Linked DNA regions of Gossypium arboreum: region 2 is linked to region 1. The links are chromatin contacts, called in public Hi-C maps. All regions are on one chromosome and are shown on one strand. The core of a region is the stretch at or near the end of the contact, and the rest is flanking DNA. Distances in the headings are between cores, read along the strand shown. Region 1 holds the start of LOC108460839. Region 2 holds the start of LOC108486415 (protein NRT1/ PTR FAMILY 5.9-like).

Region 1 (3,605 bases), core at 810-3,309:
AGCGTGTAAACCATTATGCAAATAAATGAAACTAACCCTTGGCTTAATTCAGCATTAGGTCACTTCAGCAAACAGTTTCTAGACATTATTAATATACGGAGAGATATAAGACATGCATTTTATTAGGAGGAAAAACAAAGAAATCTTCCCTCCTACGCTCTAGGACTCATTCTACAAGAACAAGCTAGTCGAAAAGCACAGCTCATCTATTGAAACATATATTTCTATTAATGCTATCATAATGTTTCCTACATCCAGGACACCGCCCATCCACTTCAAGAATCCTTTTGTGACAGAAGAGGCAAAGCAGAAATCCGCATAAACAAGGGAGAAAACTAGAATCTGTGGCATCCAAGTCCTCATAGCAGATAGGGCATGAAGAAGGGTGATACATAGTGCTCCTCTGTTTCCAGGTGATAGCCCCATGGCCACTATACCAATCCGAATTCAAAGAAATGTCATGCTGTTTAGAAAGGCTTGGCAGACTTCGAGGACGCAAAACATCATCAGGTCTCCATGCTCGACAATTCGTATGGGAACCATAAACTGTTTGCTTACTCTCTGAATTTGACTGATCTATTCCTTGGTCCTTGAACTGTTGGTCAGCACCAGCACATTCAACCATTGTTTCAGATTTAGCAGGAGAATTCATGGGTGAGTTATGTTGACTGTCATCTGCACTCAAGGCATCTGCAACATCCTCCCAATTGTCTAGGCACCCATCCTTCTCTTCCTCACTGACACTTCCAGAACAAGAACCACTGCTACTGCCACTGCAGCTATGTGCACTAATAGCTTCTTTTGTGTCATTTTTTCCCAGATTGCTTTGAATGGGGCAGTTCATCAAGGACTCCAAATCACTTTCATGAATGCTCAGTGCATCTTCACTTTCCTCTTCCCTCAAATTTGTTTCCAAATTGCGCAATGATTTGTTCTGTTCATCAGCTCTCTTTGTGGAAAATGGAGGAGACCCAGCACACCCATTCAAATCCACTTTGCAGTCCTTGTTCTTTACTGCATTTGCAATCCGACTCCATTATGAGCACAACCAATTGAATTTACTAAAAATGCAGTAACTTGGTAATTTTTACCAATCCAAACCCAAAAGCCATCTTAATCATTCACCTCATAAATAAGATAAAAATTGCTTCTTTCATATTAGTTCCTAGATCCCACCAGTAAATTTACCTTGGGTCAAAAGCTTTTTGCTTTTATCACAACTCTCTCCCTATAGTTCTTCTATGTATTTGATACTCAGAATGTGCATCCACCAACTTTCAATACTAAAAAAATATTAAAAATGGTCAAAAGAAAAAAAAGAAGGAACTCAACAAAACCATGTCGATAAAAATATGTAAGGCATTCATTTGGCTTAATAAAACGAAAAGAATAGCCCTAACGATAAGTACTCGAAATTCCCAATTTATTTTCCTATCACACGTCCAAAACCACAACGTCCAATATAAGCGATTCATTCCTAACAATTAACTCTTTTTGTTCAAACAAGTGCCCTTTCAATAATGCTCCATTCAGTTCATTAAAAAAAAAATCAATCTTTCTAGTTTCTATTGAAAGAATCACATTCAAAATAAAAATAATATAATAATTAAAAAGAAAAAGAAGATTACCTTGAGACAGCCATTGTTCACGCCTAACATCGAGCTTATACTGCTTCAATTTCGCTAATCTATTTGTCTAGATAACCAAAAAAAAAAAGAAAGAGACAAAGAAAAAGAAAAAAAAACTCTCAAAATATGAAACTAATCTTAATCTACATTTCCTCATGAAACAAAAACAAATTATTTTTAAAAAAAATTACTCACTCTCTTCTTCTTAGAAGGGCAAGGCAGAGAAACATTGGAGGCGAAATCAGAAACCATGGTGAGAAACTGATACAATAAAAATCCTTTTGGGTGTTTGGCGAAGAGGAAAACAGTGTACGACGAAGAAGGAGATTAACGCCGGAGGAGAGAAATAACGGATTACCGGATAGAATGACGATCAAACGGCTGAAAATGGATAGAATGAGATACACACACAAACTCTGCACACCCCTCCTTAGAATTGATTTCTTTCTATTTATATAAAAGTCTACTTACTATAATGCCCTTGCCATTTGAATTTTTTACCAAATTGTTTTTATGTTTTAAATAAAGAATTCCTTATTATTTACTCTACTTTAAATAATGGTAAACTATTTTTTAATGAAATTTTAAATTTCACTACTTTGGCATCAGCTGGAAAATTAAATGAGAATTTTTTTCTTATTATATTATTAAATAAAATTTTGTACAATATATAATTAATATCTATTCATGGAAAATCTCTTTTTATGACTATTTTCACTGAAAGCATTTCCTTTTTAAAACAATTTGCTTCTTTTTCACTCATAAATTGTGTGTGACAAGTCCAATTTTCTTGAATATTAAGTCTCTTTCTTTCTTTATCTTAAAATTTATTTTTAATTTAAAATTTGACAAAATTCCTAAAAGAATAAATAAATGAGAGAACTTATAGAATAACAAAACTTTCAAAATATATTTGAAAATATAATAAAAATTACAGGCCAAATTTTTAGGCTATTAATCTCTCATGTGAAAGTAAAAATTAAAGAATTTTCTTTTCTTTTTTTCGAAATGGGATGCTAGCAATAAGGTCTTTTGAATATAATTGGCGATTAAAGAACACCAAAAACAAAGCCAAATTTTTAATATGAAAAGGTTGAGTAAGAAATTTTAGTAAGTTAGGAGGGTATTTTAGGAAAATAATAAGATTATTAATTATTTGAATTTGGTTGAATTGGCGTAAGAAAATAAGCATGTTCTTATAAAAGGCCACGTGGATAGTCCAGATTCGACAAATCTGTTAGCGCTATATCATCTTATGGGCCTATTTCCCAAATATCTTATCACACTTTATTTTTGGGCCAGACTACCAGAGTAGGAGCAAAACTAGCTGTCTTTTCCTACTATATTTTTAACCATTATTTCTTTTTATAAAAGTAGAAATTCTATTAATGGTGTAACACAACTTACAGTCGCTTGTTCCCATCCTTTTTCTGCTTCATTTTATAGGAAAGCAGAAAACTTTGATCAAACTGTTGCACAGTGACTCCTACACTGGCAGCGTTAAAAACTAAACTATCGGAGAATTAATGGTTGATAATTGCATTTTAGCCTCTCAACTATCAAACTAGGTCCATAATTAGCTTCAGTCAACGTGATGACAACGTTAAGAGGCCTCCACTTTTCTGCATTAGTCTTCATGGAAATGAAAACTAAAACTAATAACAACTAAGAAAAAAAAAACAGAGTGAATTACACGAGAAACAAGTAGGAAGAGTAGCAGGGAAAGTAATTAAGGAAGAGATGTTTGGGATATTCATAAGGTGTTCCTTTATGTATTGCATGAATGAATCCTTTGCCAGCAAAGGTGTACACAGTGGAAGAATGTCCTTGGTAGGAAGTGAATAAATTGAGGACGGACATCTTACCATTTCCCTTTTTTTACAACCATAATGGCAAAGTATAGCATTAGCGGCTATTTCATAACTCCACTCTTCCTTATGCATTTCCCATATCAAGATTAGTCTGACCTCTATGACC
Region 2 (3,605 bases), core at 541-3,040, 260 kb before region 1:
ACAGGAATGCTGGGGAGCTTTTGTTGCTTGGTGGTGACCATGTCCATATCGTTGCTGTTGATGCCACTGCTCCAAGTCCCTTCAATTAAAAAAAAAAAAAAAAAACCGATGTAAATTACTATAACAAACGAAAAACTAGCATGAATACAGTATAAATATACAGATATGTCAACCTTATAACATGAATTACTAATATGGATGCCATGTCTCTTTCAAGTAGGCCTAATATGATACCAGATCATTTTGAGGGAAAAGTGTCCATTTCTGGTTAGTGCAAACAGGTTCAACCACTTTCCAAAAAAGGTTCAAATATATCTCTTTAAAATATTAAAATGTTATAGGCTAAATACCCACTGAGAAAGGTTAACTCTTTGCAGAGGTTAGGTAAGCCATGAATCTTGCAAGAGGTTCGAGATAAAAGCCAAAAAAAGAGGTTGGTGCTATCCATGGCAGCAAATTCCCATCAAAATAACAAAGGATGCATGATTTGACCATTTTGATTAAATCGAAAATGAACGCCAACAACCAAAAAAACTGAAATTAGGAAATAACAATTGTTACGATATTAAAGTCACAAAGATTTATATAACAATAATAAAAAATTATGTTGCAATTAAAAGAATGAAAAGTTGGGATGGGTCAGGGTCCAACATCTTTAGTGCTAAGATGTTGGTACTCCTTTGTCCCATTTTGATGATAATAAACAAATATGGCTCTGAAAATGAAGTGGTTCAAAGGATCAAAAACTCAAATTTCCATGACATGCAAGCCCTAGAATGGAGAACAAAGAAGCGTGGACTCACCAAAACATAGACGAAAGATGAGGTCAAAATGGTTGAATATCTATCCCAAAAAGAGTCAGCCAAGGGTGCCACCAACAGTGGCAACATTGAAGTGAATCCACACCAACTGTTAACTGTTTTGGCTGCTGAAGAATTGCTCATTTGCACTACATCTGTGAGATATGTAACCAAATTCGATGCCACCCCTTTGAATGCAAACCTCTCCATGCCAGCAATCACTATCAAATAAAAGAAACCCGAATCTTAAATATTTACTTAAATTTATGATAATCTCAACATTTAAAAAAAAATGAACATATACTCGCATTAGAAACATATTTATATCTATTATGCCCACCTAAATCGGAATCATATAACCCTAAACCGATTAAAAGAACAGGTTGTTTCGTGCAGAAATGCATGCTAGTAACCAGCAACATCAAGTTAACTTATACAATGAATATATATGAAACGATGATAGTTACCTATAAGAAGAATACATGACCTGGAAAGTCCCTGAACTCTTCCACCACCAGACATATATATTGAAAGAGAAAGCAATCTGCTAAACGAATTGAAATGGGTTTGAGATTTTATACACATAAGACCAATACAACTGATTCAAAACAAAACACGACAGGCTGCTGTCTTGTCAGAGAATCAGGAGCTGCTATACACCAGTCAGAGAGATTGCTGCTTCCTCCCACTTTTAATTCCAATCTGTTCCAAAACGGGTTTTATTGCAGAGAACTAGAAAATAACATTTTATTTTTGTTGAGTAATCACAGTCACAGTATAATATATAGTCTCTAAAGCAAGCTGCACAAACAGCATTGCTTATATTTGAAATATTATATATTTTATATGATAGAAAATTAGATTTATAGAAATTTCAGCATTATCCATTAATTCAAGATATGTAGTGAATTAAAAGAGAGTAGTAAAAAAAACTTATTTTAATTGGTTAGAGAATTTATTAAAGTGATCGGAAATCTTTTAATTTTAAACACCGATATGGGTAGAGAAGTGTTATCCCACCTTAGTAGACAGATACACGTGTCACCCTTGAGCTAATCCACAACGTGGAGTCACCCTTGAACAAACGTTACACTAAGGAACTCTCCAACATGGACTACCCTTGTCAAGATTACATGGAGCCTTACATCCATTGATTATCAAACAACCCTATGGTATCACCAATCTAAAAGATCACATTGACACCTCTACAAAGTGATAAGACATGACATTGCCACTAGTGAGGCCTCAACAAGTGGAATTTCCTTTGTTCCATGTATATAAGCCTTTTCACTCCTCTCTAATAGGGCCATTCTAAAAAAAAAATCCAGACCAAAATTAACACTTCACTTTTCTAAGACATCTCCCCTACAACCTTTCCAATTATCCTCACCATTACGATATGATGACTCCTCACTCCTCAAGGGTGAATCATTGCTTTTCCTACCATTCTTCTTGATGATTTCCAACAACAGCAATTAGTGTGGTGAGCGTGGGTCAACTATGATCGATCCAGATACAACGTCCTACCAATCAGAGAGCAAAACCCTTGTCCCAATTGCCAAACACCCCAAGAAACATCATTCATGACCAACCTCAAACAAGTGCTAGACAGGCAAATTAAGAAACCTAGTATGCACATTTCAACCCTTATCAATAGTATTACCAGTATCCGACACCTTGGTACTATGACTAGACCCTTAGAGTCATACTAGTGCCCCCCTCAATTGACCAGAATTCCTAAAACCCTCAGTTAGATTCACAACATTCACATAGATACAAGAAAAGATGAAGGCACCTGAAGAACAGCTGTCCTCCTAACAGAGGTTTTACCAAGAACAACAGAGATTTCTTCAAGAACAGTTAGATAAACAACAATAGATGGATAAGAGAAATGAGAGAAATGAGAATATTATAGAAAAATTAAGAGTGGTAAGAAATGCTCAAAGGAAAAATCTTTAGGAACAAGAGGATGAAACAACCCAATCTACACATAAAAAATAACACAACTCTCAATACAAAGATGACCCCGCAAACCATAAAAGAGGACAACATTAGCAAATTGATGAATATGTCTTTGAAGAAAGAATGCAAGAGTTAATAAAAGAGATGCGGTACTTTTAATGGCCAAAGTCAACGGGCTTGTCTTGAAGCTACACCAACGAACCTCTAGCATTGAAGATACTTCTGCACCATTTCCCCTAAACATTTAAATTTCCCAAAATGTTCTATGATGGTCGTGGTGATCCACAAGACCACTTGGCATGTTATAATAACCACATGAACAAAATTGGAGCCTCCAACAAATGTCATACATTTTTGATGACTTTGAAGGATTTTGCTTAAGCTTAGTACTTAGTACTTCCGAAGCATTCTATCTCTACCTTCAACCAATTAATTGACCTGTTCATGAGTAGATTTTTGGCTAACAAGAACTTGTAGCATTTTGTGACATACCTCATGTCTATTAAACAATAAGAAGAAGATGAATCTCTCTGAAAATTCATTAAGAGGTTCAATGCCACAACTATGATAACCAAAGATGTGTTAGATGATTTTACGATTTAAGCATTTTTATCAGGTACAAGCCACCAATTTTTGAAGTATAACTTGGTTAATAAGCCCTTTCTAAGATGTCTTATCTTTATGAGATGCCCTAAAGGTTTGCTAAGAATGATGAAATTAAAAAAGTTAACATTAATGTTGACCGCTTATAAACGTGTTATCGTTTATAGTAAAAATAGGTCATAAAAAGTATATAGAATTAGAACGGCGGTGTCTGCAAGCATACGGGTCAAATTGTAATAT

The links. Hi-C and Micro-C count contacts between places; a contact is called where the count stands out from the background.
Region 2: a Hi-C map of leaf shows a contact between it and region 1, with 4 times the contacts expected there. The contact joins the promoter of LOC108486415 here to the promoter of LOC108460839 in region 1. A contact is called at or near these places in 3 of 5 Hi-C or Micro-C datasets (all in leaf).

What each region holds. Positions count from the first base shown.
Region 1 is chr4:10,954,164-10,957,768 of ASM2569848v2, reverse strand. It overlaps LOC108460839, which reads right to left and starts at 2,059. Exons shown (of 5, transcript XM_053026991.1): 1 at 1,824-2,059; 2 at 1,629-1,695; 3 at 1-1,014. The coding sequence starts at 1,880. The coding sequence ends at 203.
Region 2 is chr4:11,217,083-11,220,687 of ASM2569848v2, reverse strand. It overlaps LOC108486415 (protein NRT1/ PTR FAMILY 5.9-like), which reads right to left and starts at 1,790. Exons shown (of 4, transcript XM_017790468.2): 1 at 1,268-1,790; 2 at 804-1,021; 3 at 1-79. The coding sequence starts at 1,385. LOC128291754 (a long non-coding RNA gene) reads left to right here. Exons shown (of 2, transcript XR_008281595.1): 2 at 1-254.